Regions from separate parts of the Mus musculus genome. Here region 1 is linked to region 2. The links are chromatin contacts, called in public HiChIP or PLAC-seq maps. All regions are on one chromosome and are shown on one strand. The core of a region is the stretch at or near the end of the contact, and the rest is flanking DNA. Distances in the headings are between cores, read along the strand shown. Region 1 overlaps Lifr (LIF receptor alpha). Region 2 overlaps Prkaa1 (protein kinase, AMP-activated, alpha 1 catalytic subunit).

The links. HiChIP or PLAC-seq counts read pairs in DNA pulled down with a chosen protein or histone mark.
Region 1: a contact with region 2 is called in an H3K27ac HiChIP or PLAC-seq map of embryonic stem cells, with 6 times the contacts expected there. The contact joins two enhancer-like sites. A contact is called at or near these places in 3 of 39 promoter capture datasets (the C10 cell line, hippocampal neurons and stem cell-derived epiblast-like cells) and 1 of 115 datasets of contacts at active chromatin or transcription factors (embryonic stem cells).

What each region holds. Positions count from the first base shown.
Region 1 is chr15:7,166,114-7,168,813 of GRCm38.p6, forward strand. Lifr (LIF receptor alpha) reads left to right here. Exons shown (of 20, transcript NM_001358593.1): 6 at 770-944. Among named protein-coding and RNA genes, the nearest start is that of Lifr, 38 kb to the left of the region's middle. Within about 2 kb of position 1,303, at least 15 of the 459 cell types and tissues checked have an H3K27ac peak or open chromatin away from gene starts, as enhancers often do. A contact at or near this core is called in embryonic stem cells, where this site is marked.
Region 2 is chr15:5,151,016-5,153,715 of GRCm38.p6, forward strand. All of the region lies in intron 1 of Prkaa1 (protein kinase, AMP-activated, alpha 1 catalytic subunit), which reads left to right. Among named protein-coding and RNA genes, the nearest start is that of Prkaa1, 8.5 kb to the left of the region's middle. Within about 2 kb of position 1,361, at least 10 of the 459 cell types and tissues checked have an H3K27ac peak or open chromatin away from gene starts, as enhancers often do. A contact at or near this core is called in embryonic stem cells, where this site is marked.

The DNA of each region.
Region 1 (2,700 bases), core at 53-2,552, 2.0 Mb after region 2:
ATGGATGGCAGAGTGGTAAATTGCTGAGAGATTCTAACTTTACCTATCAGAAGCTTAACCAGCCTGCTCCCGCCCAGAAGATGGCGGCAAGTAGAAGCTTCCTCTCTTACTTCTGGAAGCGTGAGAGGCCAGCGTCGGGAGCAGGGCACAGCGTGCCTTGGGCAGGGTTGCTAGTTTAACTAGATGCAGCTTACACATTGGAAAGTTTTACCGGGGTTTTGAAGGGGATCCTCTGTTCCTTAATTGTGTGGACATAGCTTCATCCATACTGCTGAACCCCGAGTGGCTCATTATAGTCTAATCTGGCATTGTTTGATTTCTTTGACCCCCCTGACCCCCTGTTTCCCATCTGCCCTTGCTCTGTTTTCTTTCTGTCTGCTCCTTCTCTTTGCTTTACTTCTTTAAGATATGGATCCCCTGGTTTTTTTCTCCATGAGAGTATGGAAATCATTTCTATAGCAGTGTATCCTCTTCGTTGTTTTATTGACTGCTTTGATGAGTATCAACCCCTGTAAGGGGATGGAAGGCAATCCCATAGGACCAAATGCTGACAAGGGCACATAGCCAGGTAATGATCGTGTTGGTGTCACTTCCTCGTTACACTGTGTAGAAACAGACCGTTGTACAGTGGTGCGGATCATTTTCCTTTATAGCATTACCCACCCGGTGGCTGATCTAACATGTTCCGTGAGGCCTTTCTGTCCCTTTACCCTGGAGAAAGGCAGGACATTAGCATTATTTGGAAGCATAATTTTGTGTTTGCTTTTAGGTGTTACTCAACACAATGCTGAGTGGTAAAGATACCGTTCAGCACTGGAACTGGACCTCAGACCTGCCCTTGCAATGTGCCACTCACTCGGTGAGCATTCGATGGCACATTGACTCGCCTCATTTCTCCGGTTACAAAGAGTGGAGTGACTGGAGCCCGCTGAAGAACATCTCCTGTAAGCTTACTCTTACAGACCCTTGGTTCACATGGGCTAGATTGCTTAAGAGTAAGGGTTGGTATATGCCCATAGTGTTTTTTTGAATCCAGGTAGCTATCTTCCAAAGTGACCACCCCAGAACTGTGGATTAAAGAAATCTGAGACCCGCTCTAGAAAGCTGGGCTGAAAAATCATGTGTCTATTAAGTACAACTCCTCTAACAGAGAGATGTAAAATTCTGGCAGAGTGAGCAGGGGCCCCCGGGTCATCAGAGTCAGTAAAATGAAGTCCAGAAACCATCCAGTGTTTATTACAGGTGGACAGTCTGTGGAGCAACATCAGATAAGGGGGGCCGGAAGCAGCTGGATAAATAAGGAGACTCTGGGGCAGTTGAGCAAGACACTGTAAATATAACCGAGGACAGCTGAGTTCAGACAGGAAGGGACGGGAGCAGCAGAATCTGAGTTGGGGACCAGGTGCTTGTGTCTCCCAACAGTGTCTGTCCCTTTGGTTGGCTGAGGGGTAGGGGTGAGAGGCTGTCCACAGAGATACAAAAGATAGGAACCAGTTGGTTGGGAAAGGACAGTTTCATCTTTAATACTCTGATCTGTAGGCAGTGAGGTTGAAAAGGTCATTCGGGCATCCAGAGACATGGGCGTAGCTGGGGAATGTCCCTCTGGGAATCACAAAGGTGTATGTGATTGGAAGTGCTTAAATTCTGAAGGCCAGTGTATCTTCGGGAAAGGGAATTGGGACGCACGGAAGCGCTCCTGTCTACAGCACTACTGAAGGAAGGTCTAGCCTGAGGACTAAGAGTGGCCCAGAAAGTTCAGTGTGGTAGAACCCAAGAGAGGAGGGAGTTTGAAGGTGTTTGGATGATAAATCGGAAGGGGCCCTTGGATCAAACATGGGGCCGGTGAGTCCCTTCAGTAGAACGGTGAACTTAGAAGCCAGATGTCAGGGAAGAGTGAGGGATAAAGGGCACCAGAGGTCACTGTGTAAACACCAGCTGTTAGGAGTGGAGCTGGGGTGCGTGACCTTGACCTGCAAGGGCATTGATTAAAGCAGCAGCTGTGAGTTAGAGTGTGGAGGGCTTCCCCACTTGTTTGCTGAAGAACATAGGAGAGTTTCAAAAGAATCAACGTGAAACTTCTGAAATTATCGAGTGATTCTGTGTGCATCTTCTGCATGTGTATATAAACCCTTAAAAATTAACCTGTGACCTTCAACAAACGGCCTGTGATCAGGTTCTGTCCCTGCCTAAGTAAATAAGGCTACAGTTTCACTTTGTATTTGTGTCGTACTCCTTTGAAACCCGAGTGTGGTGCCTTGCACTGGGGGCTGCATTATTTCACAACATCTACAGTTTGCTTTGTAAATGTTGAACTGTTTTAAGCTCTCGAATGTGGTGGTTTATGCCTGTAATCCCAGCATGGAGCAGGGGCAGGAGGATTACTGCGAGCTTTAGGCCAGCCTTGGCTCCATGGTGAAATACAAGCCATTCTGGGTTACAGAATAATGCCTTGTTTCAAGATAACAGAATTGAGGCACTCTGTTGGAAAAGTGCCCTCCACTCAGGCAGTTCTGTGGCCCCAAGATTGATCCCCAGCATCTCCCTCAAAGCTGGGTATCGTAACATCGACAGCCCTAAGTCTCTGAGGGTGGGTAGAGATCAGAGCTTCTACTTCTGTCTGGTCTAGCTAAATTAGTGAGATCCAGGTTCAGGGAGAGCCCCTATCTCAAAACATAGAGTGGAGTGACATTGAGAAAGACA
Region 2 (2,700 bases), core at 111-2,610:
TTCAAGCCATCACCAAGAAATACCATATTTAAGTACAGTATACTTTATGTTTGAACAATGTACCTTAAGAAACTCAGTTCCAGTACTTTTAGCTGTGTGACTTTTCCAGCTAATAAGAAGTACTTAGAGCATGGAGAAGGGGCCGTGAAAGCTGACTCGTGATAGGCTGCGCAGGATGCAACTTAACTTCGATAGCAAAATCCCATAGGAGCATCCGCTAGTCATGGGAAGTCCTCTGAGCTGAACAACTCCCAGGGAAGAATCATACAAAGGCATGTTGTGTGTGTTTACTTAAGATGAACATTTGTGTCCCTGTCCTCGTGAATACTGTATTTTTTTTTTTTTTGCATTTTTTAAAAAATTTTTATTAGGTATTTAGCTCATTTACATTTCCAATGCTATACCAAAAGTCCCCCATACCCACCCACACCCACTCCCAAAATTCCTAACTCCATCAGAATAAATGTTATTTGTTTTTTAATTTATTTTTATTTTTATTATATGTAAGTACACTGTAGCTGTCTTCAAACACTCCAGAAGAGGGAGTCAGATCTCATTACAGATGGTTGTGAGCCACCATGTGGTTGCTGGGATTTGAACTTCGGACCTTTGGAAGAGCAGTCGGATGCTCTTACCTACTGAGCCATCTCACCAGGCCCCGAATACTGTATTTTTGAAACCTTGGAAGTATATAATCCAGTATAGAAAGCCTTTTTTATTCAACTCCTGTTTTTAAAGCTTATTTTTAAAATTATGTTTGTGTGTGTTTATATATATGCTTTTGATTGAAGGCGGGTGTGGAGGTCAAAGGTGTTGGAGCCAGCTGAAGCTGGGGTAACAGAGGGTTGTATGCCTCCTGTTGGTGGTGGTCCTGTGGAGGAGAAGTTTGTGTTCTGAACTGCTGAGCCATCTATCTATCACCCTTGAGTCCTATAGCTTGGTCTGGCCTGATCTCCCAATTCTCCTGCCTACTCCTCCAGAGTGCTGGCCAGTGTTTATTTTTTATTTATTTCTATTTTCTTAAAGATTTATTTATTTATTATATGTGAGTACACTGTTGCTGTCTTCAGACACACTAGAAGAGGGCGCCAGATCTCATTGCAGATGGCTGTGAGCCACCATGTGGTTGCTGGGAATTGAACTCAGTCAGTGCTCTTAACTGCTGAGCTGTCTCTCCAGCCCACTGGGCACTTCTTACATCAATAAGCATATCACCTTGCTAGGGCTGCAATAGCAGTACTAAAGGTTGGGGGCTTAAAACTAGAGAAAATTATTCTCGGACAGTCGAAGGTCAGAGGAGGGAAAATGGGAGTCTCAAGGGCTGTGCTCCTTCTGAAGGTCAGTGGCGAATGTGTGCCTTACCTCTTAGCCTCTGTTATTCCTGGTTTCTCCGGGCCTAGCATAACTCCACCCTCTGCTGCTGCCCCCACCGTATGGCTACTCTCCTGTTTCTGCGCTCCTCATAAGAGAGCAAGTCCTTAGATAACTGTGCTCATTCTAGCATCATACCATTTTGAGAGCCTTTTCTAAATTCTATTTTTAAAATTATTTATTTAATGTATATGAGTACACTGTAGCTGTCTTCAGACACACCAGAAGAGGGCATTGGATTCCATTACAGATGGTTGTGAGCCACCATGTGGTTGCCGGGAATTGAAACTCAGGACCTCTGGAAGAGCAGTCAGTGTTCTTAACCACAGAACCATCTTTTCAGCCCCTACTAATTTTAAAGATTTTAAAGAACTGCTTGTAAGTAAGACAACATTCTGAGGTTCCAGGTTGACGTGGTTTTCAGCTCGCCAGACTCCCTCTACTCTTTCATGTTTTGTTATTTATTTGTGGACACAGATCCTGGTGTCAGGTGTTTACCTGTGTTGCTCTCTGTTTTTCAAGGTCCCCCACTGAACCTGAAGCTTACTCACCTTTTCAGCTAGGCTGCTTGGCATTCTGGGATCTGCCTGCCTCTGCCCTCTAGATGCTGAGGTTACAGGCATGGGAACTGAAACGTTGAACTCAGGGTCTCTCACTTTCTTTTTAGGAAGGTCTCTCAAGGTTAAAGTTGTATGCCTTTTCAAAAGATTCTTTAAAGGACTTAGTAAATTGATTGTGTTGACTTTTTTTTTTTTTTTTTTTTTTTTGAGCAAGGTTTTTCTACGCAGATCTGGATGTCCTGGAACTTATTCTATTGAGATCAGATTGACCTTAAACTCAGAGATCGGTTACCTTTAATCCTGAATTCTGAAATTAAAATTGTGTGACATCATGCCCCTTTTCTTGATTTTAGGGTAACTTTTTTTTTTAACATTTATTATCATTATCATTATTTAATGATAATTTTAAATATTTATTCTTCTCTCATATACCCTTCCCTCTTCCCAGCCTGCCCCTCTCCTCCTTAGCACTCCTCTCCCCAGATGTTCTCTTCCCCCAGGGGTTAACTTGTAACTTGATTTGAGAGAATGCTTTAATCAAATGCCAATGTCTCTATAATATCTCTTGAGATTTTTAAATTTCAAAAACTAGAATAAAAAGATTTTGAAATTGATAGGTAGGTTTTCAGCAGGCAAGGCTTATGGTCTAATACAGGAAAAAGATCAAATGAAAGAGTGAAATTTTAGAGTGATTTTTTTTTTTTAAGTATGGAAAATTCAATCTATTTTCAAATTTTCATTATAAGGTATCAGAAGATGTTTCTGATAT